Linked DNA regions of Drosophila melanogaster: regions 2 and 3 are each linked to region 1. The links are chromatin contacts, called in public Hi-C maps. All regions are on one chromosome and are shown on one strand. The core of a region is the stretch at or near the end of the contact, and the rest is flanking DNA. Distances in the headings are between cores, read along the strand shown. Region 1 holds the start of Unc-115a (Uncoordinated 115a). Region 2 holds the start of bocks (bocksbeutel). Region 3 holds the start of SpdS (Spermidine Synthase).

Region 1 (5,157 bases), core at 911-3,410:
ATGCTCCACTTTACGCTGGAGGACTCTCAGTTCGAGGAGGACTGGAGTACACTACTGTCATTGGCCGGCCAACCCGGCTCGTCCCTGGAGCAACTGCACATCTTTGCGCTGGCGCATATCCTTCGTCGGCCGATTATCGTTTACGGCGTGAAGTACGTCAAGAGTTTTCGGGGCGAGGACATTGGATACGCGCGTTTCGAAGGTAGCTATTAATTTTTACGTCGCTGTATTGCATTTATTTGATTGCCTTATTTCTAGGTGTCTACTTGCCTTTGTTCTGGGATCAAAACTTTTGCACCAAGTCACCGATAGCACTGGGCTACACACGTGGCCATTTCAGCGCCCTGGTGCCGATGGAGCCATTCACTCGCATCGATGGGCGGCGTGACGATGTGGAGGACGTAACCTATCTCCCGCTAATGGACTGCGAGCTGAAACTTTTGCCCATACATTTCCTTACACAGTCGGAGGTGAGAGCTTATTCAAATATCCTGTAGAACATTGTGAGCTTAGACATTTCCGTTCCTTGCCTGCAGGTTGGCAACGAGGAGTCAATGATGCGTCAATGGCTGGACGTGTGCGTAACTGATGGAGGCCTACTGGTGGCGCAACAAAAGCTAAGCAAGCGTCCCTTGCTGGTCGCCCAGATGCTGGAAGAGTGGCTAAATCACTACCGCCGCATTGCGTAAATATGACTTGCTCTCCTTCCGGACATAGACATGCTAATTAAACCTGTAAACTTTCTTTCAGACAAGTGATAACGGCGCCTTTCATTCGTCGCCCTCAAATCACACATTACTCCAGTGATGGCGACTCGGATGAGGAGTAGAGGATATGATGCGGCACATCCGTCACCCAGCTTCTGATTAGGATGCTGTGCATAGAATTCAATATCCTTATTTTGTACTTTTGGCGATCGTTAGCAGATTTTTGAGACAGGAATAACAAGTGCAGATCCTACACTCTTGCACTCGCAGCTAGCTAAAGGAAACTATAGAGAATACATATGCATATATGCAAGCAGTTGAAAGTTGTAGTTGTAACTAAATTGAAAGCAAACTAAAGGTTAAGTAGCAACGTACGAAAATAGATTGATCGACGTATGTATATCATATCCGTTCCCAAGTCAACGTTCGTTGATTTTAGTCAAATTTATTCACACTGGGTCGTCGAGGCAATATAGACCACATTTACTACGAAATTGAAGCTATACACTGGTAGATTTAATTACACTCACATGTGAAACAATCCATTAAATGATTACGTGTACGAAAGGCAGATGCGAATTTAAGCGGTGGAATTTGTACACCTATGTACGCGGTAGTTAATGTGAATACCCAAGCTCCGGACTTAAAATATTGCAAATCTCAATGTACTATTAAATTTTAAATGGGTGGCGAACACACAACATAATTATGCAGCGGGTGAAAATGAAAGCGTCATTGAAATGTTTATTGATAGTTTTTAAAACACTTTTTGGAATTATTATGAATCATTATACATTCATGCCTATAAATATAATATCTATAATTATATAACATATATAGAAATCCTATGGTTCTAGACAGTTGAACAAAGGGCCAATAACATAATGAATTTTATTCTTATTGTATTATAAATGGAATTTTATCTCATTATTATTTTTGTTAGTAATGTTATTACAATTATTATTATTAACTTCTAAGAAAGCTTATTGTGCAAATGTACACGCAAAACGCATAAAAAAAATCACTTATTTAAATAAAAGTTTTAAGTAAAGATTTAAACGGAAACAAAATGACTATAGTTGAATTTATTTTAATAAAGTATGGACTTTCCTACTTTATTGCCCAAACTAACTTTACTAGTAGATAGATAAAAAAAAGTAGTTCATTATTATTTCTGTCTCTATAAAGTACAAAGTAAATTATAAGCAGCATCATTTATGGAATTACTTGTTATTTTTATAGATTATCAAATTTATAGGGAACGGTACAGTGGCACGAACGGTGTCATCACTAATACATGCTCTTCCACAGCCGAGCTCCCCACCTTTCCAATTGTAGCCAAGTTTAACACCCAACCGCTATTTCCATACGAAACTTATCTTTGGGGTTAATTTTAGTGTATTCTTGGAAGCACGATGTTTTTGCCATCCGAGCCGTATCTCTCAGATACTTAGTCGTCTTTTTGCTGCCGTCGGTTTCGTTGCTGGTGCGGTGCGGTGTTTTTTTGCTGGTCGCAGCTCCGATTTGAGAATCAGACATTCAGGCATTTCAAAAAGGCCACCATTTTCCGCTGTGATCTTTGTCGTCAAATTTAAAGTGCGAGACCACACCAAAAGCAAATCGCACATTCGTCATTCGAGCTGCGAACGCATTATTAACCACACTCCTATCCAGACTCACACATGTTTACAGTCTAACAATCGTGCTACGCAGATTGCGAATGCATACGGCGAAAGATACAAATAGAAAAAATCTTAGCAGAAGAAAAATTTTGTTAGTGAAGTGAAGAGGAAGTAGTGGTGACCTGTGCGCGAGTATTTGTGCTTTCCCCGTGTGTGTCTCTCTGTTCTAGTGTGCGTGATTCCCTCCCCCGTTTTGCAGGCGAAAAAGCGAAGAGCACAGCAGTATATAGTATCTCGCCATGGGTAAGTTATCTGCCGACAAACACAGATACTGTCTCTCTCTCTTCGATTAAGGTGTGTGTGTGTGTGTGTGTGTCTGCGCAAAGTTATCGAAAGGGGGTGGTGGGTGGTGCGATACCAGCATTATGGCATTATCGGCCTTATCGCATCGTAGGAGTGGTTCATATAGCGAGAGGGCAGAGGGATAGTAGCTCAGGTGGTCTCTCGCATGTTCCCTCTTCCCCTTCCCCATCCCCTTCCCTGCACCTTCTTCAACCACTGCCGGTGGGTCATCATCAATCAATACTGGCCAGCTGAGAGTCGGATCGCTCTCACCAACACTGCCCCACTCGCATATGATTGTAGTCCACGTCCACTCCCTATTTTAATTTCTCAGCTGGGATGACGTCAGTGTTGTTGTATGAACAAGTTTCGTGTTCGCTTCTTTACTTTTTAACTTCATAACACTTTTCGGACTAATTCGGGGTGATATTGTCGCTGAAGGGATCTGAAACGCTGACCGAATAAACCTCAAAGTGCTTGTGCAACTGCAATTACACACGATACCGTTAGGGCGTCCCGTCGTGAGAGCCGCTCTCGAATAACCCGCAAACATAAACCTGTAAGCCTGCCAAACCGAAACCGTTCTTCAATGTGCATGTGAATGGGAATGAGAATGGGAATGGGAATGGGAATGGGCCTGCCTTTTGGCGTCGGATTCCTACATTTTCCGCCTTCCATTCTCGAGTTGCCGCTGCAAAGGGCTTGCGTATACCGCTATTCGAGACGTGTACTTGTGTTGTCAATGATTAATTACTCGGCTACTCCGCTACTGGCCCTAATTAAGTTCATATGCATGCACTGCCCTAAAAATGGGTCTCGTTTTCTGTGTGTGTGTGTGTGGGAAAGAAGAATGGTTACAGCTTTCCGAAGTTGAATCTTATCCATTCAATCTTATTGCACACTTTTTGAGGCATTAAGAAACGATCTCAAATTTGCAAAAATCACTTGATGGCTTACTCAAATGTTTGGTTATTTTGAAAGCTAAAAAATTTAAATTATAGTGAATACATATAAATAAACAAATCTACGATTTAGCTATTTGGAAAACAGCTTAGCGTGGAATTGATAACCCTTATAGCTCACTAAAGTACACATTACTTTTTGGTGGGATAGGTTTGTAATAGTGGAATGGATATTGGCCATTTCTCCGAGTGCAGTATTCATCCCGTCTACAAGTAGTTGCATGCGTGCCTAAAATGCCTAATTGACTTGGACTTGGTGAGGATGGGGATGGGGATGTGGATGTGAATGTGGAAGTGGTCGTCGATGTGTACCCCATAATGTCGAGTCGCCCGCCGCAAAAGGCTTAACAATAGCCATCCGAATCTCCGCCTCCGGCAAAGGCGGCAGCAATTGCTCGACATGAACTCATGACAAGAGCATTGACTTCCACTGGGTTTCCTTTTTCGTTTGACTACGCTGCCGCTGTGCCCGTGCTCAAATGAAAGCGAAAGGGGCGAACGAGCCCCATTCCCCAGACCCCTATCCCCGATCTCCAGCCACCCACCATCCCCTCATTCATTTAGTGGAATTTTTCTCATTTATTTCGCCGTTGATTTGTTCGTCTTCGCCGTGCATTTCGTGGTGTTTCATGGCATTTCGTTGGCGTTTCCCAGGCGGGGTTATATAGGTCAGAGCACTTGCATAGAAAGTGGCATCTCCTCTTGTGTTGTGCCCCAATCCCCCCATTCATTTTCCTTATTTTCCCACTTTCCGCCTCCTCCTCAGCCCCCCCCCCCCCTAACCCCTTCACTTGTCTAATTGAATGCTATTTTCGTAGCTGCAGCGTCATCAGCTGCACTTGTGTGGGGTGCTCTTTTCACTTTTCGTCTAATAAGCATACAGGAAGCACTTTCAAATCGACCGAAGCACCGAAAACTCTAAACCGTGGATGTGCTTAAATATAAATACATGTGCGTCAGGTAGCACAGCATAAAAAAAACACTTGCGAAGCATTTTGAATTGGATGAGTAATTCCGTGAAAGAAACCAACGCGTATTTGTGTATAGCAGCAGTCAAAGAAATACCAACCGAAAATGAAAAAACTGAGGATATTATATATGTATTTATTAAACAGGTTTTCTTTTGCCAAACAAATGTAAACTTCCCACCTTCCACCAATGTTTACATTCTCAACTGAACCACCTTTGTATGTAGGTACAAAAGTAAGCTTCCTATTTATGTGGCCGCTGCTGTTGATTTGCCTTGCCAAATAATCATTTGTGTATATTATGTTGTTGCTCTTCCAAACTAGAAATGTTTGTGCGTACAAACAGAACCATTCGTGGGTGAATCGTTGTCGTGGGCGTGGAATGCACAAGAGAGCGATGTTTGCTTTCGGGCTTATTTATTGTCTGCCAGCCAGCTGGAGTGGCGTTTCACCTGCTTCCGCCCGTCGCCTTGACCTGCATTGTCCTCGACATTATCCTGCCCGCAGTCAGTCAAGGATTTGACGCACTTGCTCCGCTTGAACTGGCACCGTGCGC
Region 2 (5,157 bases), core at 1,548-4,047, 110 kb after region 1:
TATCTGCGTCAATGCTTTTTTTAACGTTTTTCTACTTTGTTCGCTTGCTGGGCGCATTTGCAATTGAAGCGTGGCTCACACAGATACGAAAATACGCACACATGCAGGCGGCTAACCCACTTGCTAGCGCCATCTCGCTCGTACCGAGCGGCTTGGCGTCTGAACGTGTTTTTTATATAACTTTTTTATGCGCATAGTTTTGCTGTTCATAAAAGTTTTTGTTGTTGTTGTTGGGCGCTTGTTTTGTATTTTCTGCATATATCAACTTTTTTGGTGGGAATATTTGGCATTTTGTTTTCTTCATGATTGAGGAATTTTTGTTTTTAGTTTTTGGTTTTGTTTTTCATGTCTAGCTCTGGCAATAAGTAGATGCAAGATTGGATTGAATAAATGCATTTGGCTATGAGTCATATGGTTTCGGGATTGCAAATGGAATTGAATGGGGTATTGGGAAATTTTCAAACAACTACGGCTTCCTAAGAAATGAAAATGGCTAAAACCAAGTTGAGCTGCACGCCAAGCCGTTTTATGCCATATTGATAGAGATAAATCATTTTCGAATCTGTTATCTCATTCCAATTTAGTGTCAAATTGGAGCTCCATCGATACGATGCAATTCGATTCGATTCAATTCGAGTTGAATCCCACTCGACAATCCACTCAACTCTCATGACTTCATTTGGTCTTGTGCAATTTACTGATTATCTCATAATCATTCGCTCGTGTGCTTCAGTTTGCTGGCGCAAAAGAGACTCTTTCTTCGCGGCTTAATGATGCTTGGAAATTAACCAGGGATTACATAAGTAAAATTAAATTAAATCAAAATGGAAATGGAGATGGAAATGGAAATGGCAATGGAAAACGAGCGATGAAAACGAGAAAACAAAAGCGGGCAACAAATTTGATTTTATTAACCTGCGACTGCATTTCAATTTTGGCATTTACAACATTTTCTTGTCGCGTGTGTTGTTTTCGTGCTGATTTATGCCGCTTTTGGGCCAGCCGCGTTTGCAGTGAAAGTTAAGCGGGTTCAACAGCAAAAACAGCTGAAAACAGCAGCCAAAGGTTGTGTCAATGAACTGCGGTGGCGAATTCCCCAATTCCCCCAATTTGGGTTGCCTAATGTCATGGGCATGGGGCTAATCTTTTGTTAACAATTGTGATTTGGTTTATCGATGGAAGGCCTCTCACGTGACTTGGCTATCAAGCAATACCAAATATAGGCAATGACCGACTGAATAGAATGAAATGCCCAACACAAATTATATTGGTAACAATAAATAACATTTGGAGCTACTTGAAATCAGCAAATTCACATGTACAAGCCACTCCAAAAATAGCACCAAATATGTATGTGCCTAAATCACTGATATTAACATTTAGTTTGAAACCCCATTTCTTCCTTGCAACCCCCGATGCTTCTTTTTAGATGAATTCTTAATTATGAGTAAATATATCTTCATGAATACAATTGTTCAAATGCTCTTTGTGAGTACATTCCTTGGAATTCGTTATAAGTGCAACGTAAACAATATTTAAAGAATACCCGGTGGTCGGTCCTATTGGGCATTCTAAGCTGCAGAAGTGTAAAAAGGGTTGGTTTTATTGCTCACCTGGTGTTAATTGTTGCGGCAACAGGTAGTTCTTCTGGTGGAGTAGACTGGTGAACTGGACTGCCGATAAGAAGGAGGCCACGCGCAGAGTTTGAGTTTGGGCAATAGCAATATCGAAATGTAATAAACCAAATACCAGAAAGGCAATTACTCGTTCACTTTCGATTCGATCGGCCGATAAGGAATTTTACAGGGAAAACACGATGTCAACACGTTTAAACAAAGAACAAACGCACTTATTTTCTGTTTGCGCTTAACAAAAAAACAAAAACCCAAATACGAGGATATTTTTTTTTTCGTTTAGTATTTATATCTACTTTGATTCGTTGTTGTTTTTCACGTTTTATGTGTTTGTTTTTGTCCCGCTTGCTCTTTTTTGGGGCGCCTTTCTCGCTCTTGTCCGCTTTAACCGGTTTTTTGGTTTATGTTTATGCTGCTGCTTCTACTGCTGCTGTTGTTGCTGTTTTTGTTTCCCTTGCTCTTGCTTGGCTAAATGGAAAATATGCTGCAATTGCAGCCAGCAAATTGTCGAATGTTTCCAGCCACTTGCTTTGCTACTCGAAATCGATGCCAAAAACTTTAATAACACCCGCGATTGAGGTAAACAAAAGTGTAATAAGCGAAGTGAGGCACACACGCAGGCGCAGAAAAGCAAAAAGGTGAAGAAATATTGGCCGCCAAACAGGTGCAAATGATTCACGATTGTTTTTCCACAATCCACTGTTTATGTTACGATGCTATATCTCCTCAGTTTTCCGCACTGCGACTTGGGGATTTTCTTTGGCTTGGCGAGCGCTTTCCGCGCGGCGATTCGTTTAATTCGAGCGTCTTGTTTGCGATTGAACACCTGTTGCGCGTTCGATTTTCATAAAACTAACTGTGTGACCGTCGGGCGTTAGTTGAAATAAACCATAGCAAGCGTATCCAACCAGGTCTGGCAGCACTGCTGTAAATGTTTAGTTGTAGGCATTTTATAACACTGCACATGAGGCGATTGCACATAAAATATCGAGTTAAGTTTTTCTTCAAGTAGTTTGTTCTTCTGTCTGATGTTAAAAAATTGTTTTTACTTTCGTGCACAGCTCATCCAGCATATGAAATCTAGCTATAGTTTGTCAAACAACATTACTTTAGCAGCAATCGATAGGCGTGCACTTAGATTGAACATTCTATCGCTGCCGTTCCATCACTAATAGACAACATTGTGACGACATTGCTATTTTTGTGTGTTTTGAGTTTCACCACGGCGGAAAATAATGTCGGACCTTTCTTACCTGGACACGTTGGGCAACAAGGAGCTGCTGGCCAAGTGCCTGGAGCACGGCCTGCCCGGTGTTCCCGTGACGGACAGCACCCGCAGCGTCATAATTCGCCGACTAAAGGCCAAAATCACCGGGGTTCCGCTGAACAAAAGCAAATCTGCAAGTAAGAAAGCGATTCCGAGGCGTGAGACCGTACACGGCAGCCAGGTAACGACGCCCACATCGGAGCCAGTGCGTCGTACGCCCGGCAAGAGTGCAGGACGCACTAGCAGCAACAACAACAAGATCAGCGAACAAAGTCGTCGCACAATCGCCTATGGACTAGACAACACCTCGATCTCGGGAAGATCTGTGCAGACTACTACCACGGTGTCGGATATGAGCTCCCAGTCGGAGGACGACGACTCCTACATGGTGGACTCTCCGGTGCCTAATTACTCCAAGGACCAGCAGCCTAGACGTTATGTTTCTCTAGCCAAATCCGGAGTTTTGACCACATCTTACACACGCGAAGTTGACCAGCCGCTGTACGAACAGGAGGATATACCACGCAGCTACACCTACGAAAGACCCCATGTGCCAGCCGCCACTCTTCACGCACTTCCCACATACGAGCCACGCATCGAACCTTCGACATACAGACCCACAGATTTGGGTTTTTCGCGTCCCCTGCTGACTCAAACCAACTTAAACTCAACCAGCTACGAGGAGTCATCTACGTACAATCCAAAACTTTCACCCATTTCGCCAAGAAACACTTTCAGCGGATCCGCTAGGCCTTTTGGTGGCCCAGCACCAGCTCCAGCACCCATTCGCCAGCGACAGAGTGTTCCAGTTAGTGGATCCAATCTGGCCCGTGGTCGCCTGCTCCAGCCGACCACCGCAGTAAACACTCTATATCCACAACTAAATGAATTCTACGATCAGCCGAATGACGCAGGCGAACCCATGGAGACGGAGAGCGAGTCCGAAGTCGAGGAAGTACCCATCAATAGCCATTTCCAAAAGAATCGCTTCTCGCCGCTGGCTAGAAAACCTCTGGTAAGACACCACGATCAGGTTTCGCCTATGGCGCAGTTCCGTGCACTGGCGGTGTCATTGGATCAAAAATATAATCTCAAATTCTACTTAATATTGGTAGTGTCAGTGATGCTGGCCACCATGGTGTACGTGGTATTGACACCCAACGCCTGAGAAGCGTTCATATCGCGGAATACATTTGGTTTTGGTTACTCCACGCATTTCAACCACAGACTACAGCGAAGGAATATTTATGACGACTTTGCACCTTAAGACTACTACTTCAATTCCAAACATGTTCAAAACTAACAAATATTCAACTCAATTTGCCAAGTCTTTAATTGCTTGTTCTCGCATATTGTTTCTTTTTATACATAATTAGAAAAATGTACTACATTATAATTATTGTATTGTATTAAATAAACTAATTAAATGTAAGTGCTCAGTGTGTTTTGTTGCGATTTGTGTTTGTTTGTGGTACTCTCTGACAACGGACCATGGGTTTATTTATGCTTTATGCTACTATTTACACGCCATTTAAATGAACAAAACAGTGTAAAATCGTTAAAGGATATCGGGGATCGCGGCTAGGACATCACAAAGCAAATGGCTGCTGGCTGACTAATTGAAGTGGAACTTGAACTGGAACGGCGACCCGTGTTGGAAGTGTCCAAACGGATGTTCGCCATGGAAGCCGCCACGCTGATTGCTCTCAGGATCTAATGGATCCTCGCCGTTGTCGAATTGACGACGCTTCTCGGGATCCGTGAGAACCTCCTTGGCTGCGGCAATGTCAATAAACTTTTTCTCGGCCACCTTCTTTTCCTCGTCGCGGAAGTTGTCCGGATGCCACTTTTGCGCCGCCTTCCTGTAGGCCTTCACAATCTCCTGTTTGCTGGCGCTACGCTTAACGCCTAATATCTTATAGTAATCCCTGCGCTCTGACTGCTTCTGCAGCTTCTTTGCCCTCTGGATGCCTTCTTTAGCGCGGGTGTTGCTCTCTTCCAGGTCGAGAGCTGCTTGGAAGGAGTGTATGGCATCGTCGTACATTTCGGTGCCCAGCAATGCGTCAGCACGATCACAGTAGACCTGAGCATCCTTCATAATATCCAGTGCCTCCTTGCACTGTTGCAAAGCCTTGCCAAACTGCTCGTCGCCCGTGTAGCAAGTGCAGAGCACCTTGTGTCCCTCATACCGGATCATCGTCTCCTCCGGCTCGTTACGCAGGACTGCCTCTCCGGCGGCTATGCACTCGGCAAAAT
Region 3 (5,157 bases), core at 1,242-3,741, 74 kb after region 1:
AATCGCGAAGACATGAAATTCCCTATACAAAATCAATCGCATAACAAATTATACACAGTCAAGCTCCGGTTTTCAAAACCATTATTATTAATTTTTTTCCAACTGCTCGTGATTCTTTTTTTGGAATACACATTTACAAATTGATTTATTTAGACAAAATTATTATACTTGAATTAGGAATTTTTATAGGTTTATTCAAATTTACCCAGTCAAAGGAGTGGAGTATTCGTACACACACAATAATTAGTTTATCCATCTATTTCGAAAAATGTGAAATAGTTCTCAATTGGACACAAAATGATTCGACTTTTTCGAAAACTGGAGCTCGGCTACCAAAATCGCAATGCACATACATTATATTTATTACACATAAAAACACGCACATTAGACACCAAAATCTATCCGACACAAAAGAAATGATAATTAACTTTAGAATAGGCGAGAAAATAAAAACCAATATTAAATGATTGTACATATTTTACATCTAATTTTGTAATTATGTATCAATTGCGTTTCCTAACTATAACAATATTTAATTAGTCATTAAACAGGTTGAAGATTTAATTTCTATTAAGTTATTGAAATTGAATATCAGTTTTTAGTTAATTATTCACATGCAGTTAAGGTCATTTTTGCATATAAGAAACGCTTCCTTTCAAAGTTTTGCAATATATGCGATATATAAATGAGAGTAACATTCGGTCGTGTAAAATATTGCAATAAGTCTCATTATGTTAACCCAGCATCCACTTACAAATACAAAAATTAAATAGAGCCAACTGTATATATCATTACGTAATAAACATTACAATTTGTTCTATTTTCAACAGTAAAATAACTGAAAGATGGTAGTCGGATTGGAAGGAAAATACTCAGGCTACAAAAATTCGACTAAAAATGAATCATTGCAAGAGTCAGCATTTGTTGAAAATATCCAAGAATTTAAGAAGCGATGATAAACAAGTCATATTATTATCATATTTATTTTTAACAAACAGATACACACGAATCTTTCCGCAACCTGGTCATTCGTAAAAGTGCTTCTGCACCCATCGAGGCAAGGCAAAGGCGGCGGAGTGAACCTCGGAGGAGTAGTACCTTAGGTCTATAGAATCGATTTCGGACTTTCCAAGCTTGGGAGTAGCGAAGTCCTGGTTTTTGTTCAGGGAGCCCATGACGAAGCCAATGTGGCCGCAGGGATAGGACGGAACGGAGGTGACGGCATAGGCCACCTTAGCAAAGTGCTCCTTGCAGCCGGACATGGTCTTCTTGATGTAGTCCAGGTCCAGCCAGAAGCTACCGCCCTGGGAGCACACGATTCCGTCATCCTTCAGCGCGTGTTTCATTAGCTCGTAGTAGCTTTCCTGAAACAGGCTCACTGCCGGACCAATGGGATCCGAGCTGTCGGTGATGATGACATCAAATTCGTTCTTGTGTTTCTTCATATAGTCGAATCCATCGCCAATGGTAAGCTTCAACTTCTCGTTGGCGAAACCACAGGCCATCGCTGGGAGATATTGCTTGGACAGCTCGACGACACGGTCGTCGATTTCCACCTGATGCACTTCCTCGACCAGTGGATGCTTTACCACCTCGCGAGCAACGCCGCCATCGCCACCGCCCACGATCAGGACCTTTTTGGGATTGGGATGGGCGCAGAGCGGCAGGAAAGATATCATCTCCTGGTACGAGAACTCATCCCTGGCCGTGCACTGAATGATTCCGTCCAGAATTAGGCACCGTCCATAGGTTTCGCTGTAATAGAATTATCGAATTATTGATTTTTTCAGCGGCGCAAGTGTACCCAATGTTCGACTGGAGGAACTCAAACCTGAAAGACGAGCTGACTTGCTATCAGTATTCTGTCTGTCGTTTTTGGCCCTAGATGACTCCATCGATAAGGCTGTTGGTGCAGATCAAGAATAAACACACGAAAACCAAAGGGTCCGAAAATGCTGGCTGGGCAATTTGTGTTTGAACAACCAGTGGAAAATTTTCGATTTCTACAATCTATGATTTAGGGACCTTCAATGTAGGATACATATGGGATTAGGCTATTGTAGGTTAGTCCTTAAAATCTCAACAGCTTAAGCTGTTAAAAATTTCGGATTTGTGTGACTTGCGTGTTTATAATGATTTTAATTTAGTTTTTTAATCTCAATCTAAGCTAATTTATTTTGACATCTATCTTCAAACTTCAGTCTAGACTGAGGAATTTCGGATGTAAACAAATGGGGTTGTGTGTCCAAGTATTTGTTTATCTATTATTTATCTTACGTTTCAACGATCTGGATGTCTTGGAACCGGGACTTCTCCTTGTGGATGACCTCCTTGACTTTCAGGGAGAATGACTGACCGGGCCAGAGATCGGCCTGCAGTTCGCTGAACCATCCGTTGTTAAGGGAATCCATTTGTTTAATGCCGCATTCGAATCGGCGTTTGATAAGATTGGCTCAACACGTGGGCTCGACACGAACTTACCGTATCTGCCACAAAGCTAGGTCTTAAAAAATACCTTAGAAGGTCTATTGGTATAAATACCAAAGCTTTTTTGTTTTAATTAATTTAATTTCACTTTTCTATTTCTGGCTATTTATCTTTTTTATTAATATAATACATTTCCAGCGAAAATTGTAATTTTTTAATGTAATAAAGTCAAATGTAAAAGTTAGCACTTATAGATAAAAAAGTTCCTAAAATTAACGAAATACAGGTGCAAAGTTTTGGAATTCCTTTATTTGTTTTTGATTTGTATTATAATGTATAATTAACATTCTAACTTTTTAAATACTATGAACTTTATCGGGTGAAAACTTAATTGTTAACATGTGATGTAAGTGTGAGTTAAAATTTTCAAAACCCTTAAGCCGTTAAAAAGCTTAGGAATGTTCTGGAAGCACAACTGTTCTTCCTGTAACTACTACAATTGTTAAGTAGTAGAAGAATTGTTATTGGAGTAATTTTATGTTTTCTTAGCTTAGCCTGCTGCAAGTGATTAATTGTATGCCAGAATATATTAATTTTATATATTTTATAATTTAATTTAATTAGCAAACGGTCACTTTAGTGTTTCTAATTCCAGCTCAAGCAATCGATAGCGACAGGGCAGCATGCGATTGCTTATCGAAATCAGCCCTGGCCGGTGAAAAAGAATACGTAGACATCCCTGATTGGCCTGATTTGGGCCAATGAAAACGTTCCAGCAAACCAATTTCAGTAACAAGCCGTCCCGCTCCGACACGCACGATTTAGATGCAATAAATAAATAGCACTTTCTTGCCGGCATTTAGTACTTAACTTTAACCGAGTTCGGACAACCATCGGAGTTGGAAGAGTCAGTCCAAAAAGTGGTGCGGGATCGTTCACATGATGTGGTGCAAAACAGTGATAGTGTTGCTGGCGACAGTCGGCTTTATTAGTGCCGAGGTTTATCTGAAGGAGAATTTCGACAACGGTAAGTGGTAGTCATCGCGTTCTATGGCCGCCATGTGGTCCTCCGCTCCCCTTCAATGAATAACGAAAGGAGAGACAATAAAAATAGAAGAATAATAAAAGCACTCCCCCGCTTGTTCCCGTAGAAAACTGGGAGGATACGTGGATCTACAGCAAACATCCTGGCAAGGAGTTCGGAAAATTCGTCCTCACCCCCGGTACCTTCTACAACGATGCTGAGGCCGACAAAGGTAGCGTATATGTGTCGATGTGTCGTCACTCCCTTTTCCAAATCTTTCTCTTCGCTCGTTCTGCCATTTTTATTTTTCGTCGGCGTGTTATCTGCATTTGTATGTGCCCGTGTATGCGGAGAACATGGGCACGAAGAAGAAGAGGAAGAAGAAGAAAAACCACTACGTGTACGTTTTCGAGTAGCTATAGTAACTGTATACACATTTTTTCTCGCCCCCCACCTCCGCGCGGCGCGCATTCGTATTGATGTGGACACACATTATATAGGCATTCAGACCTCTCAGGATGCTCGATTCTACGCGGCCAGCCGCAAGTTTGATGGCTTCTCCAACGAGGACAAGCCCCTCGTGGTGCAGTTCTCCGTGAAGCACGAGCAGAATATCGACTGCGGCGGCGGCTATGTGAAGCTGTTCGACTGCTCCCTCGACCAGACCGACATGCACGGCGAGTCGCCGTACGAGATCATGTTCGGCCCGGACATCTGCGGACCCGGCACCAAGAAGGTCCATGTGATCTTCAGCTACAAGGGCAAGAACCACCTAATCAGCAAAGACATCCGCTGCAAAGATGACGTGTACACCCACTTCTACACGCTGATTGTCAGACCCGACAACACGTACGAGGTGCTCATCGACAACGAGAAGGTGGAGTCTGGCAACCTGGAGGACGACTGGGACTTCCTGGCCCCCAAGAAGATCAAGGATCCCACCGCCACCAAGCCCGAAGACTGGGACGATAGGGTAAGTTGTAAATCCCCGCCCAAATCAGACTTTAGCCCATCGAAAAACCGGTTTGGCTCATTGTTATTAAACAACAACGTAAATCTCTGTAGGCCACCATTCCCGATCCCGATGACAAGAAGCCCGAGGACTGGGACAAACCAGAGCACATTCCCGACCCAGATGCCACAAAGCCTGAGGATTGGGACGATGAGATGGACGGCGAGTGGGAGCCACCGATGATCGACAACCCTGAGTTCAAGGGCGAGTGGCAGCCAAAGCAGCTGGACAACCCCAACTACAAGGGCGCCTGGGAGCATCCCGAGATCGCCAATCCCGAGTATGTGCCCGACGACAAGCTGTATCTGCGCAAGGAGATCTGCACCCTGGGCTTCGATCTCTGGCAGGTCAAGTCCGGCACTATCTTCGACAACGTCCTGATCACGGACGACGTGGAGCTGGCCGCTAAGGCTGCTGCCGAAGTCAAGAACACCCAGGCGGGCGAGAAGAAAATGAAGGAGGCCCAGGATGAGGTGCAGCGCAAGAAGGACGAGGAGGAGGCGAAAAAGGCTTCCGACAAGGACGATGAGGACGAGGATGATGACGATGAGGAGAAGGATGATGAATCTAAGCAAGACAAAGATCAAAGCGAACACGACGAATTGTAAGGACGTCTAGGGAAAATTACGTCGAGAAATATTCGGTATTTTTTGTGTGTTGGTAGCTGCTTTGATGTTCTAAGCAAACGGAAACC

The links. Hi-C and Micro-C count contacts between places; a contact is called where the count stands out from the background.
Region 2: a contact with region 1 is called in a Hi-C map of the Kc167 cell line, with 2.4 times the contacts expected there. A contact is called at or near these places in 8 of 107 Hi-C or Micro-C datasets (the D17-c3 cell line, the Kc167 cell line, the ML-DmBG3-c2 cell line and 3 more).
Region 3: a Hi-C map of the Kc167 cell line shows a contact between it and region 1, with 2.7 times the contacts expected there. A contact is called at or near these places in 19 of 107 Hi-C or Micro-C datasets (the Clone 8 cell line, the D17-c3 cell line, the Kc167 cell line and 9 more) and 2 of 7 datasets of targeted methods (both in the Kc167 cell line).

What each region holds. Positions count from the first base shown.
Region 1 is chr3R:9,702,420-9,707,576 of dm6, reverse strand. It overlaps Unc-115a (Uncoordinated 115a), which reads left to right and starts at 2,160. Exons shown (of 10, transcript NM_001300328.1): 1 at 2,160-2,632. The coding sequence starts at 2,629. It overlaps trbd (trabid), which reads left to right. Exons shown (of 9, transcript NM_141674.3): 6 at 1-202; 7 at 259-470; 8 at 537-685; 9 at 751-1,581. The coding sequence ends at 829.
Region 2 is chr3R:9,588,642-9,593,798 of dm6, reverse strand. bocks (bocksbeutel) reads left to right here and starts at 2,797. Exons shown (of 2, transcript NM_141660.4): 1 at 2,797-3,916; 2 at 4,017-4,331. The coding sequence starts at 2,870. The coding sequence ends at 4,025. CG8312 reads right to left here and starts at 2,490. Exons shown (of 5, transcript NM_141661.2): 1 at 1,614-2,490. P58IPK reads right to left here. Exons shown (of 3, transcript NM_141659.4): 3 at 4,218-5,157. The coding sequence ends at 4,517.
Region 3 is chr3R:9,628,975-9,634,131 of dm6, reverse strand. It overlaps SpdS (Spermidine Synthase), which reads right to left and starts at 2,491. Exons shown (of 2, transcript NM_169298.3): 1 at 2,278-2,491; 2 at 459-1,755. The coding sequence starts at 2,411. The coding sequence ends at 1,026. Calr (Calreticulin) reads left to right here and starts at 3,281. Exons shown (of 4, transcript NM_001275501.1): 1 at 3,281-3,454; 2 at 3,579-3,683; 3 at 3,952-4,424; 4 at 4,517-5,157. The coding sequence starts at 3,367. The coding sequence ends at 5,071. Scm (Sex comb on midleg) reads left to right here. Exons shown (of 4, transcript NM_169299.2): 4 at 1-773. It also overlaps sisRNA:CR46357 and asRNA:CR45053.